Linked DNA regions of Mus musculus: regions 1 and 3 are each linked to region 2. The links are chromatin contacts, called in public HiChIP or PLAC-seq maps. All regions are on one chromosome and are shown on one strand. Each heading gives the region's core, a stretch centred on a gene start, on an enhancer-like site or on the middle of the called end of the contact. The rest is flanking DNA. Distances are from core to core; before and after follow the strand shown. Region 1 overlaps Dst (dystonin). Region 2 holds the start of Bag2 (BCL2-associated athanogene 2). Region 3 overlaps Dst (dystonin).

The links. HiChIP or PLAC-seq counts read pairs in DNA pulled down with a chosen protein or histone mark.
Region 1: a contact with region 2 is called in an H3K27ac HiChIP or PLAC-seq map of trophoblast stem cells, with 2.0 times the contacts expected there. The contact joins the enhancer-like site here to the promoter of Bag2 in region 2. A contact is called at or near these places in 4 of 39 promoter capture datasets (the 3T3-L1 cell line, 3T3-L1-derived adipocytes and hippocampal neurons) and 3 of 115 datasets of contacts at active chromatin or transcription factors (extraembryonic endoderm stem cells, pancreatic cancer cells and trophoblast stem cells).
Region 3: a contact with region 2 is called in an H3K27ac HiChIP or PLAC-seq map of embryonic stem cells, with 5 read pairs. The contact joins the enhancer-like site here to the promoter of Bag2 in region 2. A contact is called at or near these places in 8 of 39 promoter capture datasets (the 3T3-L1 cell line, 3T3-L1-derived adipocytes, cranial neural crest and 5 more), 2 of 484 Hi-C or Micro-C datasets (embryonic stem cells and neural progenitor cells) and 3 of 115 datasets of contacts at active chromatin or transcription factors (embryonic forebrain, embryonic stem cells and neural progenitor cells).

The regions. Positions count from the first base shown.
Region 1 is chr1:33,988,212-33,992,567 of GRCm38.p6, reverse strand. All of the region lies in intron 3 of Dst (dystonin), which reads right to left. Among named protein-coding and RNA genes, the nearest start is that of Dst, 82 kb to the right of the region's middle. Within about 2 kb of position 2,662, at least 49 of the 459 cell types and tissues checked have an H3K27ac peak or open chromatin away from gene starts, as enhancers often do. A contact at or near this core is called in pancreatic cancer cells and trophoblast stem cells, where this site is marked.
Region 2 is chr1:33,756,413-33,760,275 of GRCm38.p6, reverse strand. It overlaps Bag2 (BCL2-associated athanogene 2), which reads left to right and starts at 2,526. Exons shown (of 3, transcript NM_145392.2): 1 at 2,526-2,697. The coding sequence starts at 2,585.
Region 3 is chr1:33,943,000-33,946,983 of GRCm38.p6, reverse strand. All of the region lies in intron 2 of Dst (dystonin), which reads right to left. Among named protein-coding and RNA genes, the nearest start is that of Dst, 37 kb to the right of the region's middle. Within about 2 kb of position 2,108, at least 54 of the 459 cell types and tissues checked have an H3K27ac peak or open chromatin away from gene starts, as enhancers often do. A contact at or near this core is called in embryonic stem cells, where this site is marked.

The sequences.
Region 1 (4,356 bases), core at 1,413-3,912, 230 kb before region 2:
ATTTCTGGTCACCAGGGAACAAATAAAGTTTCAGAAAGTCTTTAAATTAAAACACAGGGAACAATGGTGGTCACTTGCATCTAGAAAGCAGTGCTCTCACGTAAGAAAAGGCTGTTTTTCAGGCCTTAGAATCCAGGGCCACCTCCATCTCAGAGTTCTTAATTCCATCTCTTCAACAGAAAAGTTTGCCTGGAGTCCCAGTGACTACCCACATTCTAGGAGTCAATTTAAGATCACCGTGTCACCTGCCCAATACTCCTAGAAATGTCAAAGATTACTAGGTAATTTTCTAATGTGAAATACCTGAGTTTCACAAGTTAATTTCCAATGTGGCAAGGCCATTTCTCTTTAGAAAGCCTATGGATAGAATATATATTTTAATTTATAGATATAAGAAAACTCTGGATGTTTAACTAGACACAGAAGCGAACAGGAAACCAGTGTGTACCAGGGAGAGCATGTGTTCAGCCTGCAGGTGTTGCCACAGTATGTGTGTCATCTCTGTTCACAGTCCTTCACCTAGTTCCCGCACAGTGTGACCAACAGACTACTGTTGCTTTTAAGGGTCCTGCACTATTCAGAAACCCTTCACCTTGAAAGGCATTAGATGTTCAGATTTAATATTATTAATATTTCCTCTTCAAAATAATAAAGGGCCTACTTATATATTGATTTGGGGTTAAGTTTAACTGTTAATAAATTAAAAAGATAGAAATAAAGAAATGTACTGAATAGTGCATGTATAAAAACACGGAAAGTATTTTCTTAATACCAAAAAAGATGAAAGTACCTATTGAATGATACCACTTTTTACAATGTTGCTAACTGCAAAAAGCAATTAAAAAATCAACGAATAAGCCAGGCATGGATGGTAGTCTATGCCTTTAGTCCCAGCACTTGGGAGCCAGAGACAGACAGATCTATGTGAGTTAGAGGCCAGTCTGGTTTACAGAGTAAGTTAATTCCAGGGCTGTTACACAGAGAAAGCTTGCCTCAAAACACAAACAAATAAACAAACAAACAAAAAAATCAATGTATAAAATAAAGAAATTAATTTGGTGACCACAATTACTATTTCTTAATTATCTCGTTTTGATCATAAAATACTACCTGGTCGTTTTCCCTATTTAGGGTGGGTTTATGTTCAAATTACAAAACACTGAGATTGGAAGGCTGATCTGACTTAATTTTTGGATGGCAAATGCTGGAAGTAGGACTTGAAAATCAGCAGCTACAGCCTTCCCAGTCCCCTGGGCAGGCCAGCACTCTGCTCGCATGGGCAGTTGAAGTGCTGCACCATCTATTTTAAGATGAGGGATGAGGAGCAGCTGGCCACATGGACTACAGAGCACACATGGAAATGCAACACGCTAGGACAGAAAGCGACATCTTAGCCGACCGGGACTGGTGTCCTCTGACATGATCCTTGTGAGTTCAGGGAGAGCTGGGTTCCACAGCAAAATCCATAGCAGCCTATGCTGTAAATATGAACCTATTTTTCCAGACTCCTACAACAAAGAGCCAGATCTCACTGTGTTAGCCAGGATGGTCTCAAAGGTCTGGGTTCAATGGTGCTCCTGTTTTAACTCCTAAGTGGCCAGCCTATAGGCACACATAACCACAGCCATTGCATCTACCCCAACGCCCACATACCTCAAACTGTGATATTTAAAAGATTCCAAAAATACAATGATATCAGGTCTCAAACCACCAAAGGTTAAAAAAAAAAATCCAAAATTAATACCCTTGAAAGGAGAGATGCCCTCAGAATAGCCAATCCCTTCCCAACCACCTCAACAAGTTTTATATCAATCTTTACTGGTGCCATCTTCAACTGTGCACCAATACACAGCTCTGAACAACTCCTGGCTGAAGACCTATCTGCTCCCGAAGCCAGCGATGATTTAAGATAATCACAGGGCCCTGAGCACTCTTACCGGCTCTCCAGTGTCATAGTAGACAAGCAATGAGACATACACTCAGTGCCAGTATTTTCCCATTAAGTATTTAAAGGGGTTTTATTATCTTATTTTTTGTACAGTCTTAGATTCCACTCATGTACAATTACATAAAAATTTAACTGTAACTACTCACTTAAAATAATGATATACTTTGTAGTCATTTAATTGTAGATCGTTTTTAAGGTTTAAATTCTAAACTTCTGAAACAACCTTTGTCTAGGTCCCAATCATCCTGAGAGGCTGCTGGGAAGCTGGTGGACTCTCCTACGAGCCAGGGTGTCTAATGGGGCTGTCTCGGTCCTCAGGGTCTATCCTTGGACTCATTAGGATGTCTGAGCAGAGGCAGACCCAACACATGTCCACACACCACATGTCCAGATGCACTGCTGTCCTTGAACTCTCTTCACAGCCATGACTAAACTGCTGCTCCGCCCCCCACCGCTCCCCTCCGCTGTGCTGTCTGAGTCTCAGTTTGACCTCCCTTCAGGAGACACCATCTTAACTGCTTGCCTTCCATTAAACTCCACACATATGGATGTCTGCTCTCCGCTCCCACAAAGACTCCACCTGGGGCGGTGGGGGGGGGGGGGGAAGGATGCTCAACTTTCTGCCTTCTTCCTCTGAATGGTTACCGCATGGCCACGTAGTAACAGGCAGGGATGTTTGTCTCTGACTCACAGCTTTTCTCCGCCCTGAGTGCTCTCACAACCCACTCTCCTCATCTTTCATCAGCCACTGCAGGCTTCATTCCTGATGATGACATCACCTGGGTCTAAACAATTTCCAAACCACTCCACCCGTCCACGAGTCTGACCACCAATCTCTGGCTCTCCGGCTCGCTCCGCTTCAAGCTAATCCTGCCTTCCGATCATTTGTTCCTCGTCAGATCCACTCCTACCCATAAGATTTCCTGTCCTTATCCGCATTCCCTCGTGCTGATTTCAGGCATCCTCTTGACATTAGTATCCAGAAGTTATCAATGCCACCCTCCTGCTGGTACCAGCTGAGACATCCACCTTAACTCTTAATTCCAAACCACTGGACTCTGCTTTAAAAGTGTCCCTGGGCTGGGCGTGGTGGTGCACACTTTAATTCCAGCACTCGGGAGGCAGAGACAGGCAGATTTCTGAGTTCGAGGCCAGCCTGGTCTACAGAGTGAATTCCAGGATAGCCAGAGCTACACAGAGAAACCCTGTCTCAAAAAACAAAACAAAACAAAACAAAACACCTTCCTGAACAAACTTGTAAAACTGTGTGTGCATGTTTGTGTGTGTGAAAGAGACAGAGTGTGTTTATGTGTGTGTGTATGTGTATGAGAAAGAGAATTGTGTGTGTGTGTATGTGAGACCGTGTATGTATGTGTGTATGAGTGTCTGTATATGTGTGTACATGGGTGTGATTGTGTGAGAGAGACTGTGTATGTATGTATGTATGTGTATGTGAGACAGAGTGTGTGTGTATATGTATGTGACAGAAAGGGGGTTTGTCTGTGAGAGAATTGTGTATGTGTGTGTGGGAAACAGAGTATGTATGTGAGAGCATGGGTGTATGACAGTATGTGTGTGTATGTGTGTGAGACAGAGGGTGTGTGTGAGAAAGTGTGTGTGTGTGTGTGTATGTATGTGAGAGAGAATGTGTGTGTGACAGTGTGTGTATGTCTCTATGAGAGAAAGAGACAGAGTCAGAGACAGAGAGAGAGCGACAGAGACAAGAGAGTGTGTGTCTGTATGTCAGAGAGTGGTGTGTGTGTGTGTGTGTATGTGTGTGTGTGTGCATGTACCTTGTGGGTGCATGCCGTATGTTGCACATGACAGTCAGAAGACTGCATGGAGTCAGCCCTCTCCTTCCACCCTATTCCAAGATCTGAACTCAGGCTGTCAGGTTAAGCAAACTTTTTAAAATAACAATCTACAAATGCTATCTCCATGCGATCTCCCTGAGCCTTCCCCATATAGTTTTATTTTCTATCAAAATAAATCAAACCCATAAATTGAGGGGGGGAAAAAAGAATGATTTAAAAAAAAATGACCTTGGCTGGTGGGAGGGCTCAGGGGCTCTGCTGACCTTGGCTGGAGAGAGGGCTCGGGGGGCTCTGATGTTGCAGAGGACCTGGGTTCGATTGCCAGCACCCACATGGTGACTCCTAACTGCTTATAACTCTAGTCTCAAGAGATCTAGTGCCCTCTTCTAACCTCCCTGGGTACCAGGCATGACTATGGTACACAAACATACATTCAGACAAAACACAAATACATATAAAAATAAAATAAAGTAAGAAAGCATTTGATCTAAAAGGCTCTTACACACAACCATGGCTCCATCAGGTCTCTAGTCAAATGTCACCTGATCAGATGAAGTCCCCTGACCAGAAATCAACAATCACCACTCCACCTCC
Region 2 (3,863 bases), core at 1,277-3,776:
AAAACTGCTTTGTAATTTAAACAGGAGTCATTAATAGCAAAGTTGTACATTACTATCACAAGTATATTTGTAATATTGATATTTTCATTCCATTATTAATTCATCTTTTCGCAAGTTATTGTGAATCTACCATGTGAGAGCAATTGCTTGAAGTACCTGAGATGTGACCGTGATCTTGAGCGCTCCTGCTCTATTGCTCTACTGCTCTGACATGGAGAGTGGGCTATATGGACAGTATTAGACAATAAGTAAGCAGATAAAACTATTGGCCGGGCAGTGGTGGCACACGCCTTTAATCCCAGCACTCGGGAGGCAGAGGCAGGCAGATTTCTGAGTTCCAGGCCAGTCTGGTCTATAGAGTGAGTTCCAGGACAGCCAGGGCTACACAGAGAAACCCTGTCTCAGAAAACAAACAAAACCAGAAAAACCAAAAACATTCCATATCTGTTGGGTGACGTGCCGACTGAAGAAGGGAGGGTAATGTACAGGGTTGGGACTGAGCTTACTGCAGCTCTGGGGATCATCAAATCTGGGGCAGCATCTTGCTGTGCAGCCTAGGTTAGCCTCCAGCTTGCTGGAATTACAGATAGCCACCACTGGGCTCAACTCAGAAGACATGTTTAACATCCAGGGAAATTTTCACTGGTAAATGAGCTTAAGCAAAGAGTCGAAAGAGCCATGTGAAAAGCTTACAAGATGGCCCCTGACTTTGAGAGATGCTGCCTTGTTTACCCTGATGAGCCACTGGAGGTTTGGGAGAGCTTATGGTACAGCCTACTGTGCTTGAATGCTGTGTTGATGGGAGAGGCTCTTTAAGACACATGTGAGAGAGCACACGGGGCTCTGCAGTCATCCAGGTAAGGACGAGTCGGTGGGATCAAGGAGGATTCTGAAGGTAGAACTGGTACCTATTCATGGATTGTATCTAGGATACAAGAGTGAAAGAGCCCAGGGTGATTCTAGGCTAGGTGACTAAAGATTACCTGTTTTGCTGATTGTGAAGCCAAACTAGGCACCGCCAGGATGCAAAAGACAAAGATTTGCAACCTGCACCAGGCAGGAAGAGTTCCAGAGCCATTACCAAAGCAAAGCTCTCCACAAGCTCAGGTAGCACTGAGGGATTTTTTTTTTTTTTCTTTCAGGAATCCTGTACATATTCATGAAGGAACATGCCTATTCCAAAGCATGCTCAGTTTAAAGTCATAATTTATATAAGGAAAAGAGCATAGGCGTGTCATTAGACAGGAGCATATCCGTAGTAACTTAGACTGGAGATGCCTCTGTGCGTGTTCAACGTGTGGAGACATTTAAACAAACATATGAAGATCCCTGCCATTTTAGTTACTTTCCTACTGCTGTGATAAAACACCTCCACCAAGACAACTTGTAAAAGAAAGCATTTAATTGGACTTAGATACAGAGGGTCTGAGTCTATGATGGCTGCAGAGACATGTCCTGAGCACTCAGATCTCAAACCCAAGCAGAGGCAGAGAGACACTGGGAATAGCTTGGTCTTCTGAAACCTGCCCACGGGGAGTGATACACTTCCTTCAGCAAGGCCACACCCAGGCCTCCCCAGTGTTCAAGTGCTAGAGAGCACAGATGGCATCTCATTCAAACCACCACATCTGCCTGGCCTCGTTGCCAACCTAACAGAGCTATGTCTGCGGCCACTTTTATTTTTCCTTTGACACTTGCTGAAGCTACCCAGCCTAGCCTTGAATCCACCCTGGCCCACGTTACACAACTTGTCAGCCTCCAGAGGAGCATTAGACCTGAGACCTGCCCAAGTTCAGACTTTCAAGATGTCCACAAAATGTTCAGATTTCACGGTTGTATCGTGAGATGACAGTGTTTAATGAAGCCAAGATAATCCACCGTTTATTAGTATTAAGATGTGTTCGGGGTGTGGTGGGGACAGGATTAGAAACTGTACTTAAGGGGCTTGTCTCTGTTCAGTAATCTAATGGCTTTGAGTTCTGGGTAAAGGATGTAAATGTACTTTGTTTCCCATTTTCTGTACCCTGTACACTGAGAGGACAAAACACAACTTTAAGATGCGGCTTCGTATTTCAGACCTACTGACCTCTGCAGCTTCTGACATCTAAGCCTACTGAATATCATTCGCAGAGGGTTTAAACAAGTTATGTGTGATAGTAATAATCCTTTCATTGGAAAGGGGAGACAACACGGATCCACTTGGCTTCTCCTTATTTGGAGCCTGTGGTCTAGGCTTTCCCTGTCCTCTCCCGAGCCTGCCTGGTCACCGGACAGGTCGAACAAGTAGAGACTGCCCTAGGGTGCACTGGATTGTCTCCTCTTCTCACGGGCTGCACCCACTTCGTCCTTGCTGTGAACCGTGGGTGCTGGGAGGACCGGCCGAGGCCCTGGGCGCCGGGGCAGGGTCCCCCACCCTGGCGTGCCCGCGGCTGCGACCGCGCCTGCCCTTGTTTGGCCGCACGGCCTCGGGGGTGGAGAGCCGGGGAGGTGGGGGCGGTGCCGTCCGCGTCAGCGGCGCCCGTGGTGACGGCGACGTGCGGCTCGCGCCACTGCTGCCCGCGGACGCCGAGGACCCCCGGAGCTCATGGCCCAGGCGAAGATCAGCGCCAAGGCCCACGAGGGCCGCTTCTGCCGCTCGTCTTCCATGGCCGACCGCTCCAGCCGCCTGCTGGAGAGTCTGGACCAGCTGGAGCTCAGGTGAGGGCCGCGGGGCGCGCACAGGGGCGAGCGCGGGCGGGGGCGCGCTCCGGTTGGGCTCCCCTCCCCCGGCCCGGCAGACTGGCGAGCGAGTGCGGCTTGCAGAACTTCCAGAATCTTCTGCGCGGTCCCCCTCTGCCTTTAACTTTTCTGCTTCCAGGAGGGAGGCAGCAGGTTGGTGTGCCCCCCCCCCCCTCACCCCACACTGGAGTAAGTTTCTTTGCCCCAGATCACTTCATAGTAATACAAGTGTAAGGGAGGGGGGGGTGGTAGTATCCAGGACGGCCCCTCCTGGGGATCATCGAGAATCGGACTCATGAGAGACCGCGCGAGGTACACCGAAGTTGGATACCATCCTTCATTCTCTCAACCACGTGCAATGCCCTCTGCAGTCTGTCCGTGTTTGTTGTACATTTAGAAGACACGGCTGACACCTTGGAAGTGCCAATCGCAGGCCCGAAAACACCAAAGGCAGGAGTCACACTCTCCCTAAGATTCTGACACGGGGACAGCCTTGTCGTAAAATTTCTAACTCATGAATACTACTAACGAATGCTGTGAACACTTGGTTGGCTTTAACCACGTGAGCCTTATGTATCTGGTGGAAATGTTAATGTCTTCAAAGTTGTGCAAGTTTTGATCATGTGCAGGTGTTCCATGAAAATCTTATCAAGATGCCCTGACACACACGTTGTTCCCTAGTTTTCTCCGGGTTCTGCGTAAGCAGAACACTATGACCCAAAATTATAAGAGGGAGATGAATCTCCCTCCACGCAGCCACCAAACACAGGGAAGTGTGTCTGCACAGGAAAAAAAAAATGCAAGCAGTGTTCGTTACACGGGAGGCGCTCATTACTGTTACTATTAGGAGAAAAGAGCCAGAAGGTGAGAAAACTTTCACTGACTGTGGAGTAGCCACAAAAGAAACCTGAACCCTATATCCCCCAACTCCGGGAGACAAAGGGACCTGCGCTGTGAAAGGGGGCGAGAATGTTTCCTTGTGCGAGGTAGGCTCTAACCTTTGACAGTATATTCCCAACTGCTCCGATTTTTTTTCTTGAAAGGGTTCAGGAAGTTGTGACTCTTCAAGCTGAGTCATTGTTCTGAACCTTTACTTAATCAAGCCTGTGTGCCGAGTCCTTGCTCTTCTCCTGGGGGCCTCTTGA
Region 3 (3,984 bases), core at 859-3,358, 190 kb before region 2:
ACAAGACACCATGAGATGTGAAGGAAATAAGCATATTTTATGGTGTGTTCACAACATCCATGGCACCCGGCTTGCTCCTACTCGCGGCTCTGCAACCTGTCCCAGATCCAGCAGCTATAAACTCGGAGGAGCTAAAGGCAAGATTTTATGGTGAGATGTGACTATATTTGATGAATGACACTTAAAAAACAGGCATGAAGGCCTGTCGCAAGTGAGAAGGCAGTGCAGAGAGGTGTGAGAAACAAAGAGGATCATGGGAGAAGCCAGGCAGGAAAGCAAGCAGAGAGGTGGGGCCAGGGACACAGGAAGCCGAAGACAAAAGAACAGGAGGGGCTTTGAAAATTGAAGTCATACTAAAGACCTAAACACTTCTTCAGTATCTCAGCTGCAATCCTTACAGCTTTTCCAATGGCCACTATACACTCAGAGTTGTTAAGACACAAAAATAAGCTTATAAGGTTAAGAGACAGAGCTGGGTTGTGGTGGCAGCAATGGCACAGGACTTTAATCCCAGCACTCAGGAGGCAGAGGCGGGCAGATCTCTGAGTTTGAGGCCAGCCTGGTCTAGCTTTATAGCTAGTTCCAGGACAGCCAGAGCTACACAAAGAAACCCTGTTTCAAAAAATACCAAGAAGGAGGGAGGGAAGGAGAGAGAGAGAGGGAGGGAGGAAAGGAGAGAGAGAGATCGATCAAGTAAAAGATGGAAACACATAGAAACTGAACTGCCAACACAGTGGGGGAGGGAGGATGTGTGGCAACACAATCTTACAACTATGTCTGTTATCAAGGGCATCCTCCAAATATCTGTTCTCAAAGAACAGCTTCATCTTGAGGTCCACCTATTTCTGGACTGTTTCTGGAAAAAGATTCCTGAGGTTGATGCCAGCCCTATCCTAACTTGGGCAGTCTCAGCCACAGAGTAGATACTGTAGCACTGGCTCAAGCAGAGAACAGACTGGACTGAGAGGAAGCAGCAAGACAAGCCTGCGGCACGCAGAGGCCCGGGTCTGCACAGCCACCAAGGGCATGGTTGCATAAAACACAGGAACTGGGGTAAAGGTCCCAAAAAACCCCGGCAAGTCCTCCTGTATCACCCTACTCCCCAGTGCTCTGCAACCTGCCCCAGATCTAGCAACTAGAAAGAACCACTCGATATGAAATAACTCCGGTTGTTAAACATTTTAAACATCAATATCTCTACCAATGAATGAAGTTAATCAGGGCTACTGAAGTTTGGTGCTGAAGCTCCGAGCAGGACTTCAAATCCCAAAGGTAATGAAAGGGAGGCAGCAGCAGTCAGTCAGGGGTAGATGTTTGGCCAAGACTCCCTATCAAGCCCCCCAGACTGGCTGCTATGCAGGAACCAAAGAGCAGAGGTCCCGGCATACACTGCGCTGGTCAGAAATGTCTCCAAACCGCCCCAGCCCCATCACTGTGCACAGGAGAGGAAGGGCTGACTGATGCTCCTGACTATGTTATGGGAACGAGCTTTTGGCCCCTGCTGAGATGAAGTGTATATTTGGTCTGTGTTCAAGACTTAAATGCTTTTCTGGCAGTACATTCTCTTTCAAAATCTGCTTACTCTGGAGGTGTACTTATCAGAAAGCTGGGGGGAGGGGATGCAGAGGGAGTTGTCCCATGACCTAACAGCCGCTGATAATGTATTCTGAGTAAAGAGGAGAAACGGGGAGCAGGACGCAGGCTTCCCGGCAATCGGAGGTCAATGCGGTCACTGAGAAATGCTGTGCAGTGAGTTTTTGTCACAGCCCCTTACAGTGTCCAGTTCTCCTGCTCTCCCTCCATTCGCCACACCCCCTCAGCACTGGGCGGAGCACGGCACAGACTTCAGCATGCCACGCCCACTCTGCACTCTGTGGAGGCGCAGCCTAGATCTCAGCAAGCACTGCACCGGGGGACCCTTTCCTGGGAGGATGCTACTGAGTCTGAAGCAGTGGCTAAAGCTATCATGATGTTGTACAACCTTCCCTGGAGTCTCCCTGATATTCCAGCAAGAACTACGAACTTTCCAACCTCCACCCCTTGACTCTGGTTGGCTTCCCCAGTTCGTGAACTTGACTGGAGTTTGTTCCAGTGTGACTTTTTGTAGCGTTCTTCAGCCTGACGTACTCAGAATGCGTTCACGGCCATGATAACTCCACCCCCACACCGACTCCACCACCCCACCACTGTCGGGTTCTGTTTCTCCTACCTACGTTCTTTCAGACTCTCCACAGGTTTTGACTTTGGTTCTTTTACCTGTCTGACATGCTCAGAAAATACTGATCACAAAACATAAGTCCTCCTATAAATGTACCATTTATGTCTGAACTAAAAATCTGTCTGAATGACCCTGCTCTATCTTTCTAAAACATCCTTCCAAAACAATCCCTAGCAGTAACACAGATCCTACTTATCTTCCTAGACTGATAGAGATTTAGCAAGGATTCCGATAGATAGTATTTCAAATGCACATCTTTCTAACTGAATAATTTTCCAACATATGGCTCCACCATTCTTTATTATATCACTAACTCAAACTGAGATACTTTAAATTTTAATTGTATGGAATACAAGAAGCAAGGTATATGTGTGTGTGTGTGTGTGTGTGTGTGTGTGTTTCCCTAGGCTAGTTGGTTGTTCCTTTGTCTGTTGTTGTTGTTGTTTGTTTGTTTGTTTGTTTGGCACAGGCTAGAGTCACTGGGAAAGAAGGACCATCAATTGAGAACATGCTATCATCAGATTGGCCTATAGGCCAAGTCTATGAGGATATCTTCCTAGTCAATGACTGATGTGGAACAGCCAGGCCACTAGGGGCAGTGCCATCCCTGGGCAGGCAGTACTGGGAGGCATAAGAAAGGTAGCTCACCATGAAGCTGATGAACAAATCAGTAAGCAGCATTCCTGCATGGTCTCTGCTTCCCGTCCTGCCTCCCAGGTCCTGTCCTGCTTGACTTTGTCCCTCTGCTCCCCTTCATGAGAGAATACACAAACCTGAATTAACCCTCCCCTCCCCAGGCTACTTTCGACAGTGGTCTTTCTCACAACAATAGGAAGCAAACCAGGATTACCTAAATCTTTTTTTATTTAGAAGCAGAGTTAGCATTTCATTAAAAGCTTGGTGGCAAGATGACTCAGCAGGACCCACAAGGTGAAATTGCCCCACACACACACACATTGTCCTCTGACCTCCACAAATGTGCTTTGACATGCACACACTCACACACACACACACACACATGAACACTAATAAAGTACATGGATAGAAAAATAAGTAATATAAAAGTTACAAATTACATTTCTAGCACCATTGTGAAAGTCCCTTTTAATTTAATCTCAGCAGCACTAAAAAGCATGAATCTTTATCTGTTAACATGCTAGCAAGCAAATATTATTCGTTGTTGTTGTTTTCTGAGACAGGGTTTCTCTGTGTAGCTCTGGCTGTCCTGGAACTAACTTTGTAGACCAGGCTGGCCTCGAACTCAGAAATCTGCCTGCCTCTGCCTCCCAAGTGCTGGGATTAAAGGCATGCAAATATTACTCTTAACTGGCAACTGTTTATCAGTAAATGGAGACAGTCTTTCATATTTATGTAAGCCACTGTTTTAATTATCCACTCATAACCTCTTTGCTCATTTTTCTACAATTTATACATACCCTTCATTTACTTTCTAGAAGACTTCTCTGCCTTGAATAAAAGTATCTGCCATCGATGTAGCAAGTACCTTGCTTCTGACAACCTATCTGTTCATTTTCCTATTCAGAGATTTAGAATTCTTCAGTTCAAACTGCCACTCTGTTCCCTTCCAAATATTTCTCCATAGAACATTTCTTTCACCTCAAAGGTTTTCCGTGTTCTCCCCATATCTTCTTCCATTCCTCTTCTAAGCCTTACAAACACTACTTGATGCCACAAGGCAGCAGAGTAGAGAATTCTCTTACATGTGAGGACAGAGGGGGGAGGGGGAAATGGAATGATGGTTGATC